Linked DNA regions of Mus musculus: region 2 is linked to region 1. A link is a contact called in public promoter capture Hi-C data. All regions are on one chromosome and are shown on one strand. Each heading gives the region's core, a stretch centred on a gene start, on an enhancer-like site or on the middle of the called end of the contact. The rest is flanking DNA. Distances are from core to core; before and after follow the strand shown.

Region 1 (4,626 bases), core at 1,394-3,893:
GCAGAGAGAATGTAAGAGCAGGAAGACAGTGAAAGCACTATGAGATGCTGTCTTCTGGACGTGGCAGAACTGTTGCAAACGTGACCTCAAACTGTTGTGAGTGTTTGCAATGGCCTGTACAAGATGGGACCTATGAGCAGGGAACTAGTAGAAGGCTATCATGGATCAGAAAGGGGAAATTTCATGGCTCTACGTCTTCTTGAACTACTGTGGCTACTGATGATGAATCCAGCCATTGTCTTCTGTTATGTGTTCACTGAGGAGTCTGTCAGGCTCAATAGATGGTTTCAAAGCCATTGTTACAGGCAATTCTGATTAAACTCAATGGTTCTTAAAGGAGGAGGAGGAGGAGGAAGAGACATGACTGGAAAAGAGATTTGTGGGGAAGAGGGGTAACTGGGGTAGGAAGTAGATAAGAGAAAATGACGGGTTACAATAATCAAAATGAGCTTTATACATGTATGAATTTTCCAAAAACAAAAACAAAAAAAAATCAAAGAAAAAATTCAAAAGGAAATGCTTAAAATTCTTAACACAATTAAACAATTAAAGCAATTGTTCTGAAATATTTTAAAATCAAATCATGAGTTATGTAGTGAGTCATGTGTGAATTTGATGAGTGACATGAAGAATTCTCCAGTGCTGCTGAGATGAGTGGTTTGCCTACTTTCGTCTTTAGATAAGCCACATTCCTGGGAAAGTATGTTCTTCTCTTAACAGAAATGCCAGAATGTTCATGCAATACTGACCCCTGCATAAGATCTGGATGATCCTCTGGGTCACCTAATTCCAGTTTTTAAATATTTAAATTATATGTGTGTATGTTCAGGTCTGGGGGTGTGTGTGCATATGCTCACAAACACACACACACAGTCATATCTGTGTGATGATATGTGCATATGAGTGCAGGTGCTTTCAGCAGCCAAAAGGGGGCATCAGATGCCCTGGAGCTGTTACATGAGCCTGTGAGACAATTAACCTAGATGCTAGGTCGTGGCTTCTGGTCTTCTAGACGAGTAGGAAATGCTCTTAACCAATGAGTCATCTCTCCAGCCTCATCTCAAGTCAATTTTAACAGCATATTTTTAGGAGAGCGAGTTTAGAGATTTAAAAGGTTTATTCTACTATCTTATTATCAGAATTATAATAAAATATCTTGCTGTGATAATGTTTTGTTTGAGGTATATGTATTTTTCTTTTGCTTACATCATCAATGATCCTTAGCATTTTAGATATCAATTTCTTATTTATATTTTATTTATTGTTATTATATTCTGTGTATGTTATGGGAAAGAGAGTGGGCCTATATTCAATAATCATAAATAAACATTAGAAGGTGTGTGCATTAGGCTAAACATTTTGGCATAATTTAAATGGCAGCACATTTTCTAGATTTAACAGGAAAAGTATGATAACAGCAACTTAATATTCTGGTTTTTAAAATAGTAAGTATATTTATTGAGGCTAACATCTGACATTTGGGTCAATATTTAATGTTAATCTACAGAGGCTAGAACCAACCAACCAAACATCTAAATGAAAATGACAGCTTCAAAGTCCAGGAACAGTAAACTAATCTAGACTGAGCAGTAGTTTCCACACTGTGTACTTCCAAATAGGACTCGCTCCTTTCCCAAATTCCCCATCCTATTGTTTAGGATGCAGAACCTTATCTAAATGAATTGGAGTCCTGTTTTCTAGTCTAGGACTCAGGCATGTAGCAGAATGCCCGTAACTGCAATTTTCAGAGTTTCAAGACTAGCCTTTGCCAGGTTCCAGCTAGGAAAGCGGCCTTAGAGGCGCAGGACCTCGGGCTATCTGTAACTAACTTTAAATCAACCTCATACTGAAAAACGGAACATAACAATTCCTTAAGGTTACTCTCAGCTGCACTGCCCTGGCCAGTGACCATGACTGAGTCACATTTCGCCAAGGATTCTAAACCTAATAATTCTAATGATAGAAAATAATAAATGAGCAGTGAAGGGAGACCCCTCTAGTACGCTCGTGTGCCTTTTTCACTTAAAGACTTGGCAGAAAGATTGGCGAAATGGGCCTGCCATTCAGTGATCTTTTTCTGAAGCTTCCTCTCCAAGCTGGAATGTAATCTCTCGTGTTCTCACAAGGACAGCCTTCAAATGAAAGGTGAAAACTCTCGGCTGAGTCCAGGTTGGGGTTTCTGTTTGCCTCCACTGCACACATCATCCTTTGTAAAAATCTAGATCGTCACACTTCTTTCAATACTTCTGTGCTACAAGTTTTAAGTGACTGGTTCCTGAAGTTTAAGCCTTGGCTAGAAAAATTGCTCAAGCCATCATCCAGCAGTCTTTTAGAGCTCTCGGTGTTTTGTACAAGTGTGTCTGTTGGAGGGGTCTTTCATCGTGAGAAAATCCTGGCACCTCAGGTTCTTCAGCTACCATAAAAATGTTTGTGAGGCAGGCCAGTCTCCAGCGCATAGCGTTCAAAGCGTCAACTCCAGAGACTCCTGCCCGGAGCCCTGCTTCCCCTTGCACACAACTTAGACGAATCTGGGCTCTGCACTCTCCTTCCTGCACCCAGAGGCGTCCAAAGCACACGCCCACCTTCCTCGAGCGCGATGCAGCACGCAGGCGCGGATCCGCTGAGACGTCACCTCTGCGACCAGTAGTGACGTCAGTACGCGCGCCCGACCGAAGTTTGTCCGGATTCTGCGGGCGGGAGTCCTGCCCCTTGGAGCTCATGGTGCGCTGCGGTTGCGCTTTGTTGAGAAAGGTTCGTGACGGGGGTCTCCCCAGCTTTGGTGTCTTCGCCGCTCTCCTCCTGGGTTGTCGTTCCTCGGTTCCCGTCTCCTGGGAGAAGATTGTGTCTCAGTGACACGCTGATGGCCGTTTGGGGTCCAGCTTTAGGGAATTCCTGTATTGTTCCCAAAGCACGTGAGAGGATAATTGGGGACCTGCCTGCGGTTTAGACCCGGCATTGCGGTGCACGTGCCGGCTTGTTTGTTTGTTTGGTTTGGTTCTCATTGTTTAAAAGAGAGTCCATAACCTGCTTTTATACATTTCTCCTCCTTTACACTGCTTTTGATATCTTTCTGAAGACTTTTCTGGAAGTCAGAATGTGTGTTTGCTGTGCCTCATATAGAGATTTTACGTCAATTTTTATGTAGTGCCTGTCTTAAAATCCACTTTTATAACAATCTGCAACCAACCGCTCAATTAAAAAAGAATCTCAGTGAGCTTAACTGGCAACGGTGTGTGAAAGCTAGAGGTCATGTACATAAGCTGTTGTTAGGAACAGCCATTATAAATGAGAGTCCTTAATAAATATGACAAATCTAGAAAATAAAGAAAAAGTCACATACTGAACACAGCTTTAAAAGCCCTTACCAGGAATATCTCAGGGTGGTCAACCTTCAGTTTGTTTTTGTTTTTTTTTAAACCCACAGATTTTTTTGATACCCAAAAGTACTGCAGATTACCAAAAACGTGAATATTAATTTAAACGATTGCTCTGTAATTTGAAAGCCTGGGATTATGACACACTGGCTTTATAAGAAGTTACCTACCTAGTGAGGGAAACTAAATGGAAAGTACCAGAGGATATAATCCAGTGTCCGAGGAAGCCTGAAAAGCCAGTCAGTGAGAGTGATGGGCCAAGGAGGCCTCAGATCATACAACCATAAGCCATAGTTTAGTTGTATTTGAGGATACATTGAAACTGACACCAGAAAATGGGTTTATGATAGAAAGAACAAATGATAATCTAAACAGAGGAGAAAGCATGAATAGAGTGGCAGGGAGAGTGGGCAGCTCAGAAAAGAACAGGAAGGCTCCAACAAATGACAGCTGTCCCGGTGAGATCCGGTGAGGGCTTTGAATCCAGCACTGTAAACTTTATTATTTCAGAAGCAGTAAAAACCCAAAGTCACGACTGTTTCTGAGTAAAGAGAGACATAGACATCGGGTTCACTTAAGGGGGAAAGAGATGCTCTTGGCTCATGGTGGCGGATGCATTAAGAAGGAATGATGAGACCCTGAAAGACCATTTGGAGTTCACAGTCAAGATTCTAAGAGGACAGAGGTCCTGGAAAGGAGTTAGGCTTCTTGGAATGCAAAAATTTTGGGGAAAAGCCATCTGTTTGTTCAGTCTTGGTGAGCAGATAAGCTTTGATAATTAACTGAGGGGACAGCTTTTTGCTGTTGCTGCTGATGATGATTTTAAAATATTTGGGGGCTCAGTGGTTAAGAGCACTAACTGCTCTTGAGTTCAAGGTCTTGAGTTCAAATCCCAGCAACCACATGGTGGCTCACAACCATCTGTGATGAGATCTGACGCCCTCTTCTGGTGTGTTTGAAGACAGCTACAGTGTACTTATATATAAAAACATTTTGTTTTGGAGGGAACCCAAAACAAAATTTGAGTGGGTACCCACCAGGTTACTTATTTAAAGGGTTTCAAATGTAAGTGAAAGGCACTTCTGCTTTCAGTTGTTTTAAACTATTAATAGCTTAACTTTTCCCGGGGATTGGAGGTGGGGGCGGGGAGAGTTACTAGTACCCACTGAGGTCAGGTTTGGAATGAAAACAGGGGAAAGGGCAGAAACCTTGGGGCTGGGTGGAACAATTGATCGTTGAGGAAGAGAGTGGG
Region 2 (4,626 bases), core at 658-3,157, 9.0 Mb before region 1:
TTTTTTCCAAAGTCAGGATTCCAGCAAGTGGAGAAACCCAGCTCACCTTGTAAATAAAGAAAAAGGCCAAAACCACAGTTTTAAACAATAAGTACATTTCAAATTCGGGGGCTAATTTGTACGCTAGTGTTTTCTTTCATATTAAACAGGGGTTTTTACCTGACAGAGTCCCAACATTTCAGATAATACTTGAAAACAAAATCACTGTCCTTCAGAAATTGAGACTGCTCCTATACTAAGTTCATTATGATATCTGGCAAAACTGCGCACTTATATTTGCATTCTGGCAGCTTAGTTGAATTTTTTTTTCAAGTTTATGAAGTAGATCATTCTACACCTTTCAGTATCTCAAGTCAAGATTGTGGAAGTCCTGTCAGTTGGTTCAAAGGATGTTTCAGGACCATGGATAGACAGATATTTTTTCTGCAGAAGGATGTAAAGTTAAAGTATTTGTTTACAATAACAGAGGTGGAGAAAACAAGATTATACCCTGGGTCCTCTAATTAGAAAACAACTTATTCATTAGGAAAAGGGAAAATAAAAAGCTAGAGAGCAAATTAATATGTTAATACTAAAGATTAGTTTTATAATTGTCCTTTATTTATTTTGTTTTTAACTGAGTACTGAAACCTAAGCTTAAGGTAATACAAATTCGCATGTTCTATAAACGGAAAGTCATTTTTTGCATTATAAAAGAGCAATGGTTTTTAAACTAGCATATGCTAATTCAGAAATACATGTACAGCACCTGCTCTGCTGTGACCGAACCATCTGTTTAATGTTACAAAATATCTTAGGGCCTTCACTGAATATAAAAGGTATATTTAGTCTATGCTTTTCACCTAGGCAGCTCATGTTCTCTAGGGACAGGTTGGGCAGGAAGGACCAGTCCCCTCCAGTGGGCTAAGGGTATTGTTATAAGAATATTTACACATCATTCTCAGAGAAAAAAGACCTCAGAACACTACAGAGGTTTAAGCGTACAGGTAAACAAGCAACCCAGCTCTATCCATTTTTTAAACATCTGTGTTGTATTAATGGAAGATTTCCAGATTAGTAAAAACACCGTAGGGCGTCTCTCCACACCAACCTAGTGGAAAAGGTTGCAAAAGGCCAAGGGGAGGGGAATCACAACCTAAAATCACAATTCCAAGAATGCAACCCATGACTATCCCACCAGAAACTCTACACTGCATCGTTTTTATTCCGCCCATCCAAAAGCTTATGATCGCCTTATCGCCACCCCATTAGGGAGAATAAAATGAAGGGAGGCGACATATATGTACCACCGTGCGGGCACATACACGTACGTGCACGGGAAGCGGTATATATATGCTTGGACCTCTCCATCATGCTGTGCGTGCCTGTGCATGGAGGGCGACTCCGCAGCGGCCGCGGGGACGCTTCCCTTGGGCAGCCCCTGCGCCCTTGACATGACAGCAGCGATCTGTCTCCTCTCCTCCTCGCTCAGCTGGCTCAGGTCCGCCTCCATGCCGGCTGGGATCCCCGGGTGCAGGGCGCTCCCGGAGCCGCCAGCCCCGCCTGCGGCCGCCGCCAACCCTTCGGGGAGCCCTTCCCCTTCCAAGCTCGCCTCGTTGCCCATGGCTCGGCGGGACACGTCCCGGTGCAGAAGCCCGCGGCCGTCCGAGCCCCGCCAGCCGGGGTCCGCCCCGGGGCGTGCAGGCTGCCCAGCCCTGGGGGCTCCGCGCCCTCCCGGCTGCCTGGGGAAGTGGGGCGAGCTCAGACCAGTCCGCAGGCTGTGCCGGCGCCGGGCAGCTCCTCCATGTTGGACAGCGCCAGGGAAGCTTCTCACGCCCTGTCTCCCGGTTGCCTCCTCAGCGCCGGAGCAGCCCAGAAGCAGCGGAGCTCGGCCAGCCCCGCGCCGACGGCCCCGCCCCGCGCCCCGCCCCCTCGCCGCGCCGGTACTGCGCGTGCGCCGCCCCGAACAGGTGATGTCCGCCACGCCTACCCGCCCTGCGTCGCATCGCGCGTAGACGCCTAGACACCGACTTAAAGGCACCAGATGATGCCATGCTAAAAGGCCCGGCGAACTGCGGACACTTCCTTCAGGCATATAGCAGGATGCCTCAACCTGAGTTTTCGCGAGCTCAATTTAGGGGGAAAAGAGCGGAAGGGGTTATGTCTGCAGCTCTGCCTCTTGGGATTTGTAGTTTCTTTTTCTTCCCCCCGCCCCCCTTCACCTCCGAATCCTCCCAAGGGACTGTGAAAGGATTTATAAAATTTCCTAAGAAAGATTCTGGTAACTAAAGATGAGGGAGAAAGAATCCGTCTAGTTTTTAAAGAAAATTTCCCAATATGAGATGAAATGGCCTTTATCTTAGAGAGCTTTACCAGAACAATTAGGTTGACTTTTTCAAAGTGATACATTAGTAAATTGGGAAAATTTTTTGAATGCTTGCACCTTGCGCTGTTTCCTCAACTACACCAATGGAAAGAATTATGGGAAATTGCTCGCCAAGGGAACAACAAATTTTGAAGTCTGTTGCTTTTATGTAAAACTTCTAAGTCATGGTTTCAAGTCTTGTCCATCCATTTTATTATTTCTAATTTAACAAATGTAAAAAGAGAAAAATCTCAGTAGATAAATCTCGTTAATCACACAGCTGCTTAACAACAAAGCTGTCTATATTTTCAGCACCCCACCACCATACTTCTTACTTCTATTCTAGAGTAATTATTCCAATTATTGCTGAGTCTGAAACTCAAAATTTGCTATGTAATGTTTTCTTATAAAGTGTTAAGTCTCAACTTTTAAGCTTAAAGAGATCAAAAGCTAAGAATAAGAAACTGAACTAATACACAGATATGAACATGATCTCACAAGATACATTTCCAAGTTTTGACAAAATTCTTATCTATGAAGTAGGTTCAAACCTTCTACTTTTAAAATAGAAAATTGGCACAGTTACAAAACAATCTGTGTCTAACATTACTAGAGTTAATGACAGCTACTCAACAGAGGAAATTGCATTATTTGTTATGTCACTGGAAACTGATTGACTTTTTGATTCTTTCATAATATATTAGGGATGTGACTTCCAAAGTCAGAGCTTCAAGTCATTCATTAAGATAAAGAGAATGTTTTCACAAACAAATTAAGCCCAAACAATCAGACTTTCTGATAGTCCTACAGGCAAATAGAATATGTGAATATTTTAAAAGGGGAGTTTACTTCAAAAAAGGACATAATTAGGCAAAAATCCTGCATCTTGTAGTATTTCTCTTTCAGAACCAGCAATTGCATGGACATCGCATGGAAATCAGTATCATCTGTAAACGAGTAGGGAAAAGGAAGATTCATATGTTAACTGTTTCTCGTCCTTTGAGAGAATAAAATAATATTTTATGTATGCACATCTGCAAACCACAACCTTCAAGCTGTAGCTTTAGAGTAATGATTGAGGGGAGAAAACAGCATATTAATTTTTATATACTTCTGTAGGTGGAAAGGAACCCGGGAAGTCATAAGAACAAAATCAGATGATGATGTAAGGAAATTAGTAACTAATAGGAATAATATATGGCCCATTTTGGAAAAGTGTAAATTTCCTTTCTTCTTTACACTCTTCCCCTTGAAGAAAATGCCAGCAGACTATGAAAAATGAGTTGTGGAAAATAAATGGACTATTAAATGAGAACTTAGCAATGAGGACATGTTTGGAGTGCTGACTTTCAAAATTGGCTTTGTCATCAAGACCTTACAAACTCTAGGTTTTCCTTTTCAATTGTCTAGCTAGTTTGTTAGTTCTTAGGAAGTGAGTTGTTGAAGTTGTTTTTGAGACAGGGTCTTGTGTAGCCCAAACTGACCTCGGAATGGTGGCATAGCAAAGAGTAACTTCCTCCTGTGGTGCTTGGGTTATTAAATCTGGATCTTCATGCCTACTAGCACTCTACCAACTTGATGTGAACAGAAACTCTAACCCATAGTCAAGTGCTTTCCTTACATGTGTGTAAATATCGCTTTTATTTCCTCGGATGATAGCTGTAACTAATTAGTGTGCATACATAGCTTGGGCTGGCCTCAGAGCATTTCTTTTCCTGTTTTAACTATCCCTAAACCCAGGCCTGGAAGATTCTAGACTCTATACAATAAAATCTTATGTAAACCTGAATCCTGCGGGCTTCTGCTTCCAGCCTTTGTCTGCTAACCTGGGTCTAGTCCTGGAAGCTTCTGGCCTCTATACAATCTAACCTAGACCTAGAATGAACCTCTGAGACCTAGTGTGGAGTAAGCGCATCCTTTCTGGCTCTTCCAGAACTCTTGCTGGTTGGATTAACTCAGCTGTTCTGGTCCAAGCTCATCTCCAAGCTGATGGATTTAAACTGGCTTCCTCTTGGCTTCTCACTGAATTACTCTGCTTAGCCTTGTAACTTTGGCAATATGTTCTTATCTTCTCACTGAAGTATGTCTGCATTCCATCTAGATCATATACATGTAGAAGGTTTTTGGATGTGATCCCTTGCCAGAGCAACCATGTTACTAGATTAAAATGTCTCTACATGTTTGAATTATCCAAAATCTGAGGTGCAACTCAGGCTTCTAATGGGCAGAATTAAAGTGGTGTAGAATGTAATGGAAGTTTTTATTTGGGGGAGGGATTTATC

The links. Promoter capture Hi-C pulls out the DNA fragments that hold promoters and counts their contacts.
Region 2: a contact with region 1 is called in a promoter capture Hi-C map of liver, with 6 times the contacts expected there. The contact joins the promoter of Pclo here to the promoter of Gtpbp10 in region 1. A contact is called at or near these places in 2 of 39 promoter capture datasets (cranial neural crest and liver).

What each region holds. Positions count from the first base shown.
Region 1 is chr5:5,557,558-5,562,183 of GRCm38.p6, reverse strand. Gtpbp10 (GTP-binding protein 10 (putative)) reads left to right here and starts at 2,643. Exons shown (of 10, transcript NM_153116.2): 1 at 2,643-2,751. The coding sequence starts at 2,719.
Region 2 is chr5:14,512,199-14,516,824 of GRCm38.p6, reverse strand. Pclo (piccolo (presynaptic cytomatrix protein)) reads right to left here and starts at 1,907. Exons shown (of 25, transcript NM_011995.4): 1 at 1,365-1,907. The coding sequence starts at 1,603.